Linked DNA regions of Mus musculus: region 1 is linked to region 2. A link is a contact called in public promoter capture Hi-C data. All regions are on one chromosome and are shown on one strand. The core of a region is the stretch at or near the end of the contact, and the rest is flanking DNA. Distances in the headings are between cores, read along the strand shown. Region 1 has its middle 35 kb from the start of Dhrs7. Region 2 overlaps Lrrc9 (leucine rich repeat containing 9).

Region 1 (6,162 bases), core at 3,024-5,523, 150 kb before region 2:
TCCTTCCATGGGTATTTTGCTTCCCCTTCTAAGAAGGATTGAAGTATCCACACTTTGGTCTTCCTTCTTCTTGAGTTTCATGTGTTTTTCAAATTGTATCTTGGGTATTCTGAGCTTCTGGGCTAATATCCACTTATCAGTGAATGCATATCTCGTGTGTTCTTTTGTGATTGGGTTGCCTACTTAAGATGATATCCTCCACATCCAACCATTTGTCTAAGAATTTCATGAATTCCTTGTTTTTAATAGCTGAGTAGTACTCCACTGAGTAAATGTACCACATTTTCTGTATCCATTCCTCTGTTGAGGGACATCTGGGTTCTTTCCTGCTTCTGGCTATTATAAATAAGGCTGCTATGAACATAGTGGAGCATGTGTCCTTATTACAAGTTGGAGCATCTTCTGGGTATATGCCCAGGAGTGGTATTGCTGGATCTTCTGGTAGAACTATGTCCAATTTTCTGAGGAACCGCCAAACTGTTTTCCAGAGTGGTTGTACCAGTTTGCAATCCCATAGCAATGAAGGAGTGTTCCTCTTTCTCCACATCCTCACCAGCATCTGCTGTCACCTGAGTTTTTGATCTTAGCCATTCTGACTGGTGTGAGGTGGAATCTCAGGGTTGTTTTGATTTGCATTTCCATGATGATTAAGGATGTTGAACATTTTTTTAGGTGCTTCTCAGCCATTCAATATTCCTCAGTTGAAAATTCTTTGTTTAGCTCTGTATCCCATTTTTTCATAGGGTTATTTGGTTCTCTGGAGTCCAACTTCTTGAGTTCTTTATATATATTGGATACTAGTCCCCTATCATATTTAGGATTGGTAAAAATCTTTTCCCAATCTGTTGGTTGCAGTTTTGTCTTATTGGCAGTGTCCTTTGCCTTGTAGAAGCTTTGTAATTTTATGAGGTCCCATCTGTTGATTCTTGAGCTTACAGCACAAGCCATTGGTGTTCTGTTCAGGAATTTCCCCAATGTGCCCATATCTTCAAGGCTCTTCCCCACTTTCTCCTCTATAAGTTTACATGTCTCTGGTTTTATGTGGAGTTCCTTGATCCACTTAGACTTGAGCTTTGTACAAGGAGATAAGAATGCGTCAATTCAAATTCTTCTACATGCTAACCGTCAGTTGAGCCAGCACCATTTGTTGAAAATGATGTCTTCTTTCCACTGGATGGTTTTAGCTCCTTTGTCAAAGATCAAGTGATCAAAAGTGTGTGGGTTCATTTCTGGGTCTTCAGTTCTATCCCATTGATCTACCTGTCTGTCACTGTACCAGTACCATGCAGGTTTTTGTTTTTGTTTTTGTTTTTTTGTTTTTTTTAATCACAATTGCTTGAGGTCGGAGATAGTGATTCCACCAGAGATTCTTTTGTTGTTGAGAATAGTTTTTGCTATCCTAGGTTTTTTGTTATTCCAGATGAATTTGCAAATTGCCCTTTCTAACTCAGTGAAGAATTGAGTTGGAATTTTGATGAGAATTGCATTGTATCTGTAGATTGCTTTCGGCAAGATAGCCATTTTTACTATATTAATCCTGCCAATCCATGAGCATGGGAGATCTTTCCATCTTCTGACATCTTCTTTGATTTCTTTCTTCAGAGACTTGAAGCTCTTATCATACAGATCTTTCATGTCCTTAGTTAGAGTCACACCAAGGTATTTTATATTATTTGTGACTATTTTGAAGGGTGTTGTTTCCCTAATTTCTTTCTCAGCATGTTTATCCTTTATGTAGAGAAAGGCCACTGATTTGCTTGAATTATTTTATGTCCAGCTACTTCACTGAAGTTGTTTATCAGGTTTAGGAGTTCTCTGGTGGATTTTTTTGGGTCATTTATATATACTATCATATCATCTGCAAATAGTGATATTTTGACTTCTTCCTTTCCAAGTTGTATTCCTTTGATCTCCTTTTGTTGTCTAACTGCTCTGGCTAGGACTTCAAGTATTATATTGAATAAATAGGGAGAGAGTGGGCAGTCTTGTCCCTGATTTTAGTGGGATTGCTTCCAGCTTCTCACCATTTACTTTGATGTTGGCTACTGGTTTGCTGTAGATTGCTTTTATTATGTTTAGGTGTGGGCCTTGAATTCCTGATCTTTCCAAGTCTTTTATCATGAATGGGTGTTGGATTTTGTCAAATGCTTTCTCCACATCTAATGAGATGTTCATGTGGTTTTTGTCTTTGAGTTTGTTTTTATAGTAGATTACATTGATAGATTTCCATATACTGAACCATCCCTGCATCCCTGGGATGAAGCCTACTTGGTCAGGATGGATGATCATTTTGATGTGTTCTTGGATTTGGCTTGTGAGAATTTTATTGAGTATTTTTGCATCAATATACAAAAGAGAAATTGATCTGAAGTTCTCTTTCGTTGTTGGGTCTTTGTGTGGTTTAGGTATCAGAGTAATTGTGGCTTCATAGAGTGAATTGGGTAGAGTACCTTCTGTTTCTATTTTGTGGAATAACTTGAGGAGTATTGGAATTAGGTCCTCTTTGAAGGCCTGATAGAACTCTGCACTAAATCCTTCAGGTCCTGAGCTTTTTTTTGGTTGGGAGACTATTACTGATTGTTTCTATTTCTTTAGGGGATATGGGATTGTTTGGATCATTAATCTGATCCTGATTTAACTTTGGTACCTGGTATCTGTCTAGAATATTGTCCATTTCATCCAGGTCTTCCAGTTGTGTTGAGCATAGCCCTTTGTAGTAGGATCTGATGATGCTTTGGATTTCCTCATGTTCTGTTGTTATGTCTTCCTTTTATTTCTGATTTTGTTCATTAGGATACTGTCCCTGTACCCTCTAGGTAGTTTGGCTAAGGGTTTATCTATCTTGTTGATTTTCTCAAAGAACCAGCTCCTGATTTTGTTGATTCTTTGTATATTTCCTTTTGTTTCTATTGGATTGATTTCAACCCTGAGTTTGATTATTTCCCGCTGTCTACTCCTCTTGGGGGAATTTGCTTCCTTTTGTTCTAGGGCTTTTAGGTGTGCTGTCAAGCTACTTGTGTATGCTCTCTCCAGATTATTTTTGGAGGCACTCAGAGCTATGAATTTTCCTCTTAGGAATGCTTTCATTGTGTCCCATAAGTTTGGATATGTTGTGTCTTCATTTTCATTAACTTCTAAAAAGTCTTTAATTTCTTTCTTTATTTCTTCCTTGACCAAGGTATCATTGAGTAGAGTATTGTTCAGCTTCCACGTGTATGTGGGCTTTTTATTATTTATGTTGTTATTAAAGATCAGCCCTAGTCCGTGGCGATCTGATAGGATGCATGGGATTATTTCAACATTTTTGTATCTGTTTTGTAACTGATTATATGGTCAATTTTGGAGAAGGTACAATGGGGTGCTGAGAAAAAAGGTATATCTTTTTGTTTTAGGATAAAATGTTCTATAGATATCAGTTAAACCCATTTGTTTAATAACTTCTGTTAGTTTCACTGTGTCTCTGTTTAGTTTGTTTCCAGGATCTGTCCATTGATGAGAGTGGGGTGTTGAGGTCTCCCACTATTATTGTGTGTGGTCCAATGTGTGCTTTGAGCTTTACTAAAGTTTCTTTAACGAATGTGGATGCCCTTGCATTTGGAGCATAGATGTTCAGAATTTAGAGTTTATCTTGGTAAATTTTACCTTTGATGAGTATCAAGTGAGTATCCCTCCTTATCTTTTTTGATAACTTTAGGTTGAAAGTTGATTTTATTCGATATTAGAATGGTGCTTCAGCTTGTTTCTTGGGACCATTTGCTTGGAAAATTGTTTTCCAGCCTTTTACTCTGAGGTAGTGTCTGTCTGTGTCATTGAGGTCGGTTTCCTGTAAGCAGCAAAATGTTGGGTCCTGTTTACATAATCAGTCTGTTAGTCTATGTCTTTTTATTGGGGAATTGAGTCCATTAAGAGATATTAAGGAAAAGTGATTATTGTTTTCTGTAAATTTTTTGTTAGAGTTGGAATTTTGTTCATGTGGCTATCTTCTTTTAGGTTTGTTGAAATAATACTTTCTTGCTTTTTCTTAATTTCCCTCCTTCTTGAATTCACAACTGTTGATCACTGAGACAGTATCCCTAAGTATTTAAAGACATTTCAGTTTTTTGGGTTTGTTTGTTTTGTTTTGTTTTTTGTTCCTATTGCAACTTTTTTTTTTTTTTTTTTTTTTTTTTTTTTTTTTTTTTTTTAAAGTCCACTCAGTGTCTGTGTTCTCTTGGAACCAGCATGGCTCATTCCAAAGTACCCAGGCAGTGCAGCCCTGGACAGAGTCAGTGGACCTGGCACACCCAGAACACTCACTCCTCCCCTGCCTGCACCCCGAGAGGAGCCAGAGTCCAGGGCTGTATAATTTAGCTGTAGTTGCCTTTTTCTAGCTGCGATGGACATCGAGTTCTGGATACTGGCGTTGTGCGCCCTGCTGCTGCCAGCCTTTGGGCTGCTGAGCTTCCTGCGCTTGGATAGTGACCTGACGCTGCTGTGGGCTTCGTGGATGGGCCGGCGTCCTGGTGAGAACCTTCTGTGACCTCCAGCTTCAAGTGGGAGTTCTGATCTCTGCTGGGTAGGGTCCTCCTGGGCTGCTTCTAGTCGTCAAAGCCTCAGTGGTCCAGCCTGAGCCTTTCCTAGGGTTAAGGGTTAGGGACGAAGAGACTGGGTAAAGGGCGCAGGCATTTTTGGCTTTGTTTTGTTTTGTTTTTCGAGACAGAGTTTCTCTGTGTAGCTCTGGCTGTCCTAAGAACTCAGAAATCCACTTGGCTCTGCTTCCCAAGTGCTGGGATTAAAGGCGTGTGCCACCACCGCCTGGCTTGGAGGAATTGTTTAAGAACCTGTCCATGGCTCTGTCTGTTCTGGAATTTACTGTGTAGATCAGGCTGGCCTTGAACTCACAAAGATCTGCTTACTTCTGCCTCCTGGGTGCTGGGATCAAAGGTGTGTGTCCCCTCCTGTTTTGCTTCTCTGGGATATCTGAGCATCACTATCCCATGCATATTCCTGCCAACTCTCCTCTTTCTTCCGCAGAACAGGCACTGATTGGCATGGTGGTGTGGGTTACTGGAGCGTCAAGTGGCATTGGTGAGGAGCTAGCTTTCCAGTTATCTAAACTAGGGGTCTCTCTGGTGCTGTCAGCCCGAAGGGCGCAGGAGCTGGAGCGGGTGAAGAGAAGATGCCTGGGTGAGTCAATTCCCAACACCAGCCGTGCTTCCCAGCAGTGAGAATCCAAACTCAGCCCAGCTTTGGAAGTCAGGGAAAACGTAAGATTGTTTTGTATAGTTCGTGCTGGCTCCAGAGCTTCATGCGTGCATGCGTGCGTACATGTGCCCAGACCTCCTCGTCTGTCACTTTTTTTTTTAAATTAGGTATTTTCTTCATTTACATTTCCAGTGCTATCCCAAAAGTCCCCCATACCCTCCCCTCCCAAAACTCCCCTACCCACCCACTCCCACTTCTTGGCCCTGGCGTTCCCCTGTACTGGGGCATATAAAGTTTGCACGACCAATGGGCCTCTCTTTCCACTGATGACTGACTAGGCCATCTTCTGATACATATGCAAGCTAGAGACACGAGCTCCGGGGGGTACTGGTTAGTTCATATTGTTGTTCCACCTATAGGGTTGCAGATCCCTTTAGCTTCTTGGGTACTTTTTCTCCTCCATTGGGAGCCCTGTGATCCATCTAATAGCTGACTGTGAGCATCCACTTCTGTGTTTGTTAGGCCCCAGCATAGTCTCACCTCTTAAGCAGCAGTGTTTTCTTGCCTTTTTTTTCTTTTCAGCCACCTTTCTTCCTTCCTCCCTTCCTTTCCTTCTTCCTTCCTTCCTTCCTTTCTTTCTCTCTCTCTTTCTTTTTCAATTTTATTTATTTTTTAAATTTATTTTTACACTCCATATTTTATTCCCCGCCCCCCCATCCACCCTCCAACTGTTCCACATCCCACACCTCCTCCCCACCTTCTGTTGCCACATAGATATCCCCACTCTCCTCCCCACCTGACCTCTAAACTCCCTGGGGCCTCCAGTCTCTTGAGGGTTAGAGCATCATCTCTGAATGAACACAGAACCTGAGGTTCTCTACTGTATGTGTTGGGGGCCTCATATCAGCTGGTGTATGCTGTCTGTTTGGTTGTCCAGTGTTTGAGAGATCTCAGGGGTCCAGATTAATTGCGACTGCT
Region 2 (6,128 bases), core at 3,499-5,998:
TAGAACATCTAGAAACTGTCTTATCATTTCATGTTTTTTAAAAAAGAAAATGGTATGTTACTTTAAAAATGATAAATTGCTTTGTATGTTTTCCCAACTTTGTTGAAGCATAATTTACCATTTAAAATGACAGCTATTTAGAGTATATTATTTGATAGCTATGCATCATAAATTAAACACTGTGATTTCAATTAGATATGGAATCTAAGCAGCTAAACTCACAGAGGCAGAGGGACGACTGGTAGTTTCTGGGGATGGAGATGGGAGGGCAGGGAAATAGGGTCAAAGGGCACAAGGTTTTAACTTCTCAGGAACAATGAGTGCTGAGGGGCTAGAGTATATTATTATGGCTACAGTTAGAAACACTGTATGGTACACTTGGCCTTTGCTGGGAAAGGACATCTTTAGTCTCCCTTTTCCGTTTTCTCTCTCCGTGTCACACCCATGATGACTAGAGCGGTCAATGTAACCTGGCGTCAGTTGTAATGAACGCGTCATTACCTTTGAGTACCAGTTCCCGGTCAGGTGAAAGTGGGGTCCCAGCTTGGAAATCTGGGTCAGGATTTTGGCAGAGGGCCATGTACTGAGCATCCGAGGCCTTTCCTCTTTAGAACTGGAATGCTGTAAGAGAGTTAGCTAATAAAATACAATTAAAAAATACGATGAATAAAAGGGATAGCATAACGATGTTTATTTATACACGACTAAGAAGGCTTGTTCCCCATGGAAGATGAATAGCCCAATAAATGATTTTCAAACATTTTCTTTCTCTTAAAATATCCTCCATATCCAGCTAAATTTTAATTTTCAGTTTGTCTTGTTTTCCTACACACAATTTCAAGGATGCTTATACTCTAAACATCCATCTAATGCTCCCATGAGACCACCTTATGATCTAGAACAGTCCTACAAGCTCCTATGGTCCCATCCCGAGCGTCTTCCCACCCTCCCCTTAGATGGGATCCCTCTTACATGTCTGTCTACCATCCACTCCTTTCTTCTCTCTAGTCCTGCTTGTGCTCATACACAATGCATCATTAAGCTCGACGTTGTTTGGACTTTTTGGAAACCAAACTGTATTGCAGTTACTTGCTCCTTCTCAGCACTATAAAATTCATCTATGCTGCAGCACTGAGCTGGAGTTCATTTGTAGTCAGTGGTGTACACATTCCCTCTGTGTGACATTTTCTCTCTCCCGCCTCCTTCCCTTTTCTAGACAAGGTCTCATGTAGCAGACTGTCCTTGAACTTTCTATGTAGTTTAGGATGACAAACTTCTGAGTCAACTGCTGTCACCTCCCAAATGCTGGCGATACAGACGTGCACACCATGCCTGGTTTGTGGGGTGCTGAGAACTGAACTCAAGGTCTTTTGCATGATGCACAAACACTTGGGTACTAACTGAGCTACATCCCTAAGCCTTGTATAGTATCCTCTTAATGACTCTGCTGAGCATGAACACTGTTGTTGAGTCCAAGGCTATTGAACACCGCCACTGTGGAAACCCTTGGGCCCGTGTGCACGGCTCCTGTGTATACACAGGGCTTCTTCAGAGAATATAAATTTACAGGAGTTTGTTGGGTCAGGGAAGGGAGGAGGAGGAGGGAGTGAAGAGAGAGGTAGGAAGTCAAATAAAATTTCCAAAGCAATTGTAATAATTATAATTACTGTTTTATGTTCTGGCTGTAACTTAAACTTTTTGTCAGTCTGTATTAATTGGCAGATTATTGTGTTTGGAACTTTGTTTTTTGAATGTTAATATGATAAAGCATTGTTTTATAAATTAGTTGGCTGTTCCGAAATCCTTTTCAGTGAAATGCTTTTCAAACTCCTTCCATGTTTTGTTTTGTTTGTTTTCCCTCCGTTGTCTTTTTCTGTACACATCTGGGATATTGAGAGAGACTATAGTTTGACATTTGTGTTGTAGATTTTCTTCCCTGGCTCGCTACTTACCTTTCCTTTTTCTTTCCTTATCGTATCCTTGAAGGAAAGGCTGCGCCAATTTTATATGGACAAACCCCAGCTTTCATGATATGCCTGTGGTCTGATTCCTTATGAAGAATTGCTAAATCCATAGTCACAAGGATAAATCACATGGATATTTTGTTCTAAAACATTCTTGGTTTTTGTCTTTTGAAGTGAAGTTTTTTTTTAAGATTTATTTCTTTTTATGTGCATTGGTGTTTTTCTTGCATACACGTGTGTGTGTGTGTGTGTGTGTGTGTGTGTGTGTGTGTGTGTGTGTGTGTGTTGCGGTGCTGAACTGGAGTTACAGACATTTGTGAGCTGCCATGTTGGTGCTGGGACTTGAACCCAGATCCTGTGGAGGAGCAGTCTGTACTCTTAACCACTGAGCCATCTGTCCAGTTCGCTGCAGTGAAGTTTTAACGCATTGGCCCCAGTGCTTTGTACTGAGTAGCTGCTTCGGACTGCAAAGGTGGTTCCATTGTCTATCAAGCTTTCCCAGAGGTCTGGGCCTCTGCTGGGTCTTTGTTCTGAGATGCTAAGTGTCTTAAAACTTTTAGTAGTCTTTGATTTCTATTGGGGCAAATCTCTAAGTCTTCCTCAATACATTAATTGTATTTTTATCAAAAAAAAGTATTCTTCCCTTCATTTTGATTAGATCCAAAACCAACTGTTATGTTGTTTAAGGAACATTCAAGTATCCTAGGATCTGGGGCTGAGGGGAGCTGGGGTTAGGGGAACTGGAGGAAGGAGAGGGAGGGGAAGCTGCTGTCATATGTAAGAGAGGAGAATAAAGGAAAAAATGGAAAGAAATTAGATCGAGATAGAGCTGAATGTTGGGGATCAAAACCAGGGCCAACCCAAGCTGATACAGTGCTTGTAATAACCTACACCCCAGCACCCAAAGTGCAGGATTCTCTATCTGTATAACGCAGGTATTTCTGTCCCTGCAGGCTAACAGGTTACACATAATACTGATACTGCACAGTGTACTAAATGCTCTCTCAAAGCCTCCTAAGGTTACTGCATACACAAATACTATTTATCACCATGCAGCCTCTAGAAAGGACTCAGGAAGTTCATGGGATTAGAAAGTAATTACCCTAGAGATATTAGGGGGAAAGGCTGGCATTTGGGCCTGTTCCAAGATAGTCCATAAAGCCCACTCTCGTTTATGGGGGTAGGGTATGGGAGGCACATTGGTATAGGAAAATTAATATGCTAGGAGAGAGTATCAAGCTTAATAAAAGAAAATAAACCAGAAAAGTATCATTTGTATGTGCACCTAACTCAGGAATAGTAACCTAGTGATGCCAACCTGAGTAATCTTCGTTCCACTAATGAATTTCAGAGCTGCTCTGGTTTCTTCTTCAGAAATGACGAGGCCGTCTAAGTGTGTAAGAGTCTTTAGTCTGCCAATAACACTCAGCCTCAATGTGGCTGGCTTGGGAAAAAATATCAAAAAGTTAATTTTCATTAGACATCACATGTATTACGGCACGGGAAAGTAACACTTCCTTCTTTTCCATATAATTGAAAGCTGTCTATCTCTCTTTGAAAACTACTTAGCTTCTAAAACTAAGGACTTGATTTAATTCTTTAAATAATAGTTGGAATTAAATTATGTAAGGATAAATCTGTTCCATTTTCAGGATGCAAGCCCACTGCTCTTGGAAAGTGGCTGGTGAAAGGATGATGGGAGCCACAGGGAGACTCATGCTTGTTGAGTGGGCAGTAAGCCAGGGAGCTCCGTCCTGGACTCCGCATGGATCTCCTGACATTGAAGTCCAACTTGACAGGGAGAGGGTGACCATTAGAAAAATCTGCTTTGGCAACAAAACAAACAGAACAGAACAATATTGCTTTACCTATCTTAAATTCAGTGTTATAAATTTAGTAATATGGCCCACTTAATAGATCCAGTCATTTACTCATTCTTTAAAATACTAAACATAATCTCACAAATGTCAGTTATTTATTCTTGTGATGTGGTCTTACTACAGAACCTATGCTGGCCTTGAACTCATGACCCTTCTGCTTCTGCCTCTCCAGTGCAGTGCCTGGCTCTATGTACATTTTAGAAGCAATGAAAGAAGAGTCTTAAAATGATAAATTTGGGCTCATTTAAAATACTGGGAGATAGCCTTAAAGGTATAACATGAACAATAATAAAAATAACATTCAAATTTCTTTCTATAACAGAAGGAAATAATTTTATAATTTAGGTTTATGAAGAGACATGATTTCTACATTTTTAAGAGAATAAATAATAGAAATTGCAAAGTGAGCCTATATGTTATTATCCAGAGTTTAGAGCACATTGTAGAATGCTGTTCCCTTCTTAACAGTGTGTTTCCCTTATTAAATCAGATTATTTTTGGCTCCTGTGTGTCATTATAAAAGCATTCTAGCCACTGACATGAATTCTCTGGAAGTTTGCAAATGACAATGACTTTAATCGTTCTTAGAGCAGTAATGCATTCAGACTGTCACAGGTTACAAGGTATCATACAAACATGACAGCACAGCTTTTCTTATAGTGACATTTGTGTCACTAGATCACCAGTCTAAACCCACTTATCCAGGATTTTGAAGGAAGCACAAGGAACAGGTGTGGTTTGCCTCTTTCTGGCTTGGACTGACCAGCGAGGCAGAGACTGGTTCTGCACAGAGTGTCTGCTTTTCTAGTGCTGTCTGCTGCATACCTTCTGCCAGGGGTTGTGCTGAATGTCAAGGGTGAGAAGGCTGGTGGTGTGTTTGCACAGCACATTGATCTCTTCCCCAGTCTTCTTCAGCTGGTTCCAGCTCAAGTCCAAATGCTTCAGTTTCATCAGGCCTCTGAATCCCTCTAGGGTTATCACATGGTTATGGCTGGCGTCCAAATACTCAAGGTTGTACTGTGGTGCATACAAACAGGCGCAATGCTAACTCAGGGTTTGTGCATACCAAGTGCTTTCCCCCACTTCTCTAAATATGTCACATGCTTTCTTATAACATATACAGAAAACCTACACAAGAATCCCACTGCCCTAAGGGTAACACACTGGGTCATGGCAGCAATTCTCAGGTCAGGCTTGGCTCTTGTAAACTTAGGGGAACACAAGGATTCTAGATGAGTTATGCAATTAGATTATGGCTTTGATAATGGAGGAGCACTGTCACACACACACACACAAAGCCAATCCTTAGAGACTACAGAGACTATAGCACAGGTTTCCTCATCTCTCTGAACACAGAGCTGCAGGGACTTGTTTGCACAAGAGGGCAGGCAAACAGACTTGCAAGACAACTTGCAATTATCCACAAAAATACATGTCTTTATGCCTAATACCTAGTTATATTGTTGAAATGGCTTCAATTACAGATTATATCCTTAGCTACAAAAATTGAATTTTATTCTATAATTTTCTTTTCTTTTTCTTTTTAAGAGATGCAAAGTTTTCTAAAGCTAGTAGGCCTCCTGGTATAGGCCCATGATTGCTGCTAGCAATAAAGTGCACCTTTCTTAAAATGGCAAAGCCAAGCGACTATGTTAGTGTGTGCACTTGACTGAGAGCAGGACCAGGGGAGAGTGCAGGGAGAGGAGCTGGGGAAAGGGCAGAGGAGGCTGCACAAGGGGCTTTGGCTCTCAGTAGCATAGGCTGCCTTGTAAGCACACTCTCCTAAGATTTCCCCAACTCATACATTTGCATTGCTTATTTTAGTGCATCTTAATGTTGTTTTATAGTAAATAATAAAATAGATAATAAGTAAGGCCTTCTAACTGACACAGTGACTACTCTGTGCTGTACATGAGACCCCCAGGACACATTCATCTCATAGTTGAACATTTCTTTCCTTTGACCAACATTTCCTCTCTATCCCCCCAAGGCCCAGGCTGCCATCCTGCTTCTATGCTTTTGACTTGGCATTTACATTTCAAAAGAGCAGCTCTTACCAAGTGGTACACATCATCTAAGCAAGTAAACTCATTGAAGCTAATGTTCAGCTTCCGAAGCCCAGTTAGCTTGGCAAGATCTCTCAGTTTACTCAAGCTATTCCCGTGTAGATTCAGATTCTGGAAGCGAAATAAAGTGTGAATTGAAAAACAAAATACATTCATTGCTTTTTGTGACATGGTGTAGGCGTTAGTAGCCAACATATTTAAAAAAAATTATCAATGCT

What was found. Capture Hi-C pulls out chosen DNA fragments and counts their contacts.
Region 1: a contact with region 2 is called in a promoter capture Hi-C map of liver. The contact joins two enhancer-like sites. A contact is called at or near these places in 1 of 15 datasets of contacts at CTCF or cohesin (the NIH/3T3 cell line), 2 of 484 Hi-C or Micro-C datasets (embryonic stem cells and nephron progenitors), 1 of 115 datasets of contacts at active chromatin or transcription factors (embryonic stem cells) and 4 of 9 other capture datasets (adipose tissue, embryonic stem cells, liver and 1 more).

What each region holds. Positions count from the first base shown.
Region 1 is chr12:72,627,067-72,633,228 of GRCm38.p6, reverse strand. It overlaps the pseudogene Gm4756. Among named protein-coding and RNA genes, the nearest start is that of Dhrs7, 35 kb to the left of the region's middle. Within about 2 kb of position 4,273, at least 4 of the 459 cell types and tissues checked have an H3K27ac peak or open chromatin away from gene starts, as enhancers often do. A contact at or near this core is called in liver, where this site is marked.
Region 2 is chr12:72,475,936-72,482,063 of GRCm38.p6, reverse strand. It overlaps Lrrc9 (leucine rich repeat containing 9), which reads right to left. Exons shown (of 32, transcript NM_001142728.1): 17 at 5,902-6,021; 18 at 4,670-4,861; 19 at 3,283-3,408; 20 at 502-636. Among named protein-coding and RNA genes, the nearest start is that of Lrrc9, 37 kb to the right of the region's middle. Within about 2 kb of position 4,748, at least 13 of the 459 cell types and tissues checked have an H3K27ac peak or open chromatin away from gene starts, as enhancers often do. A contact at or near this core is called in liver, where this site is marked.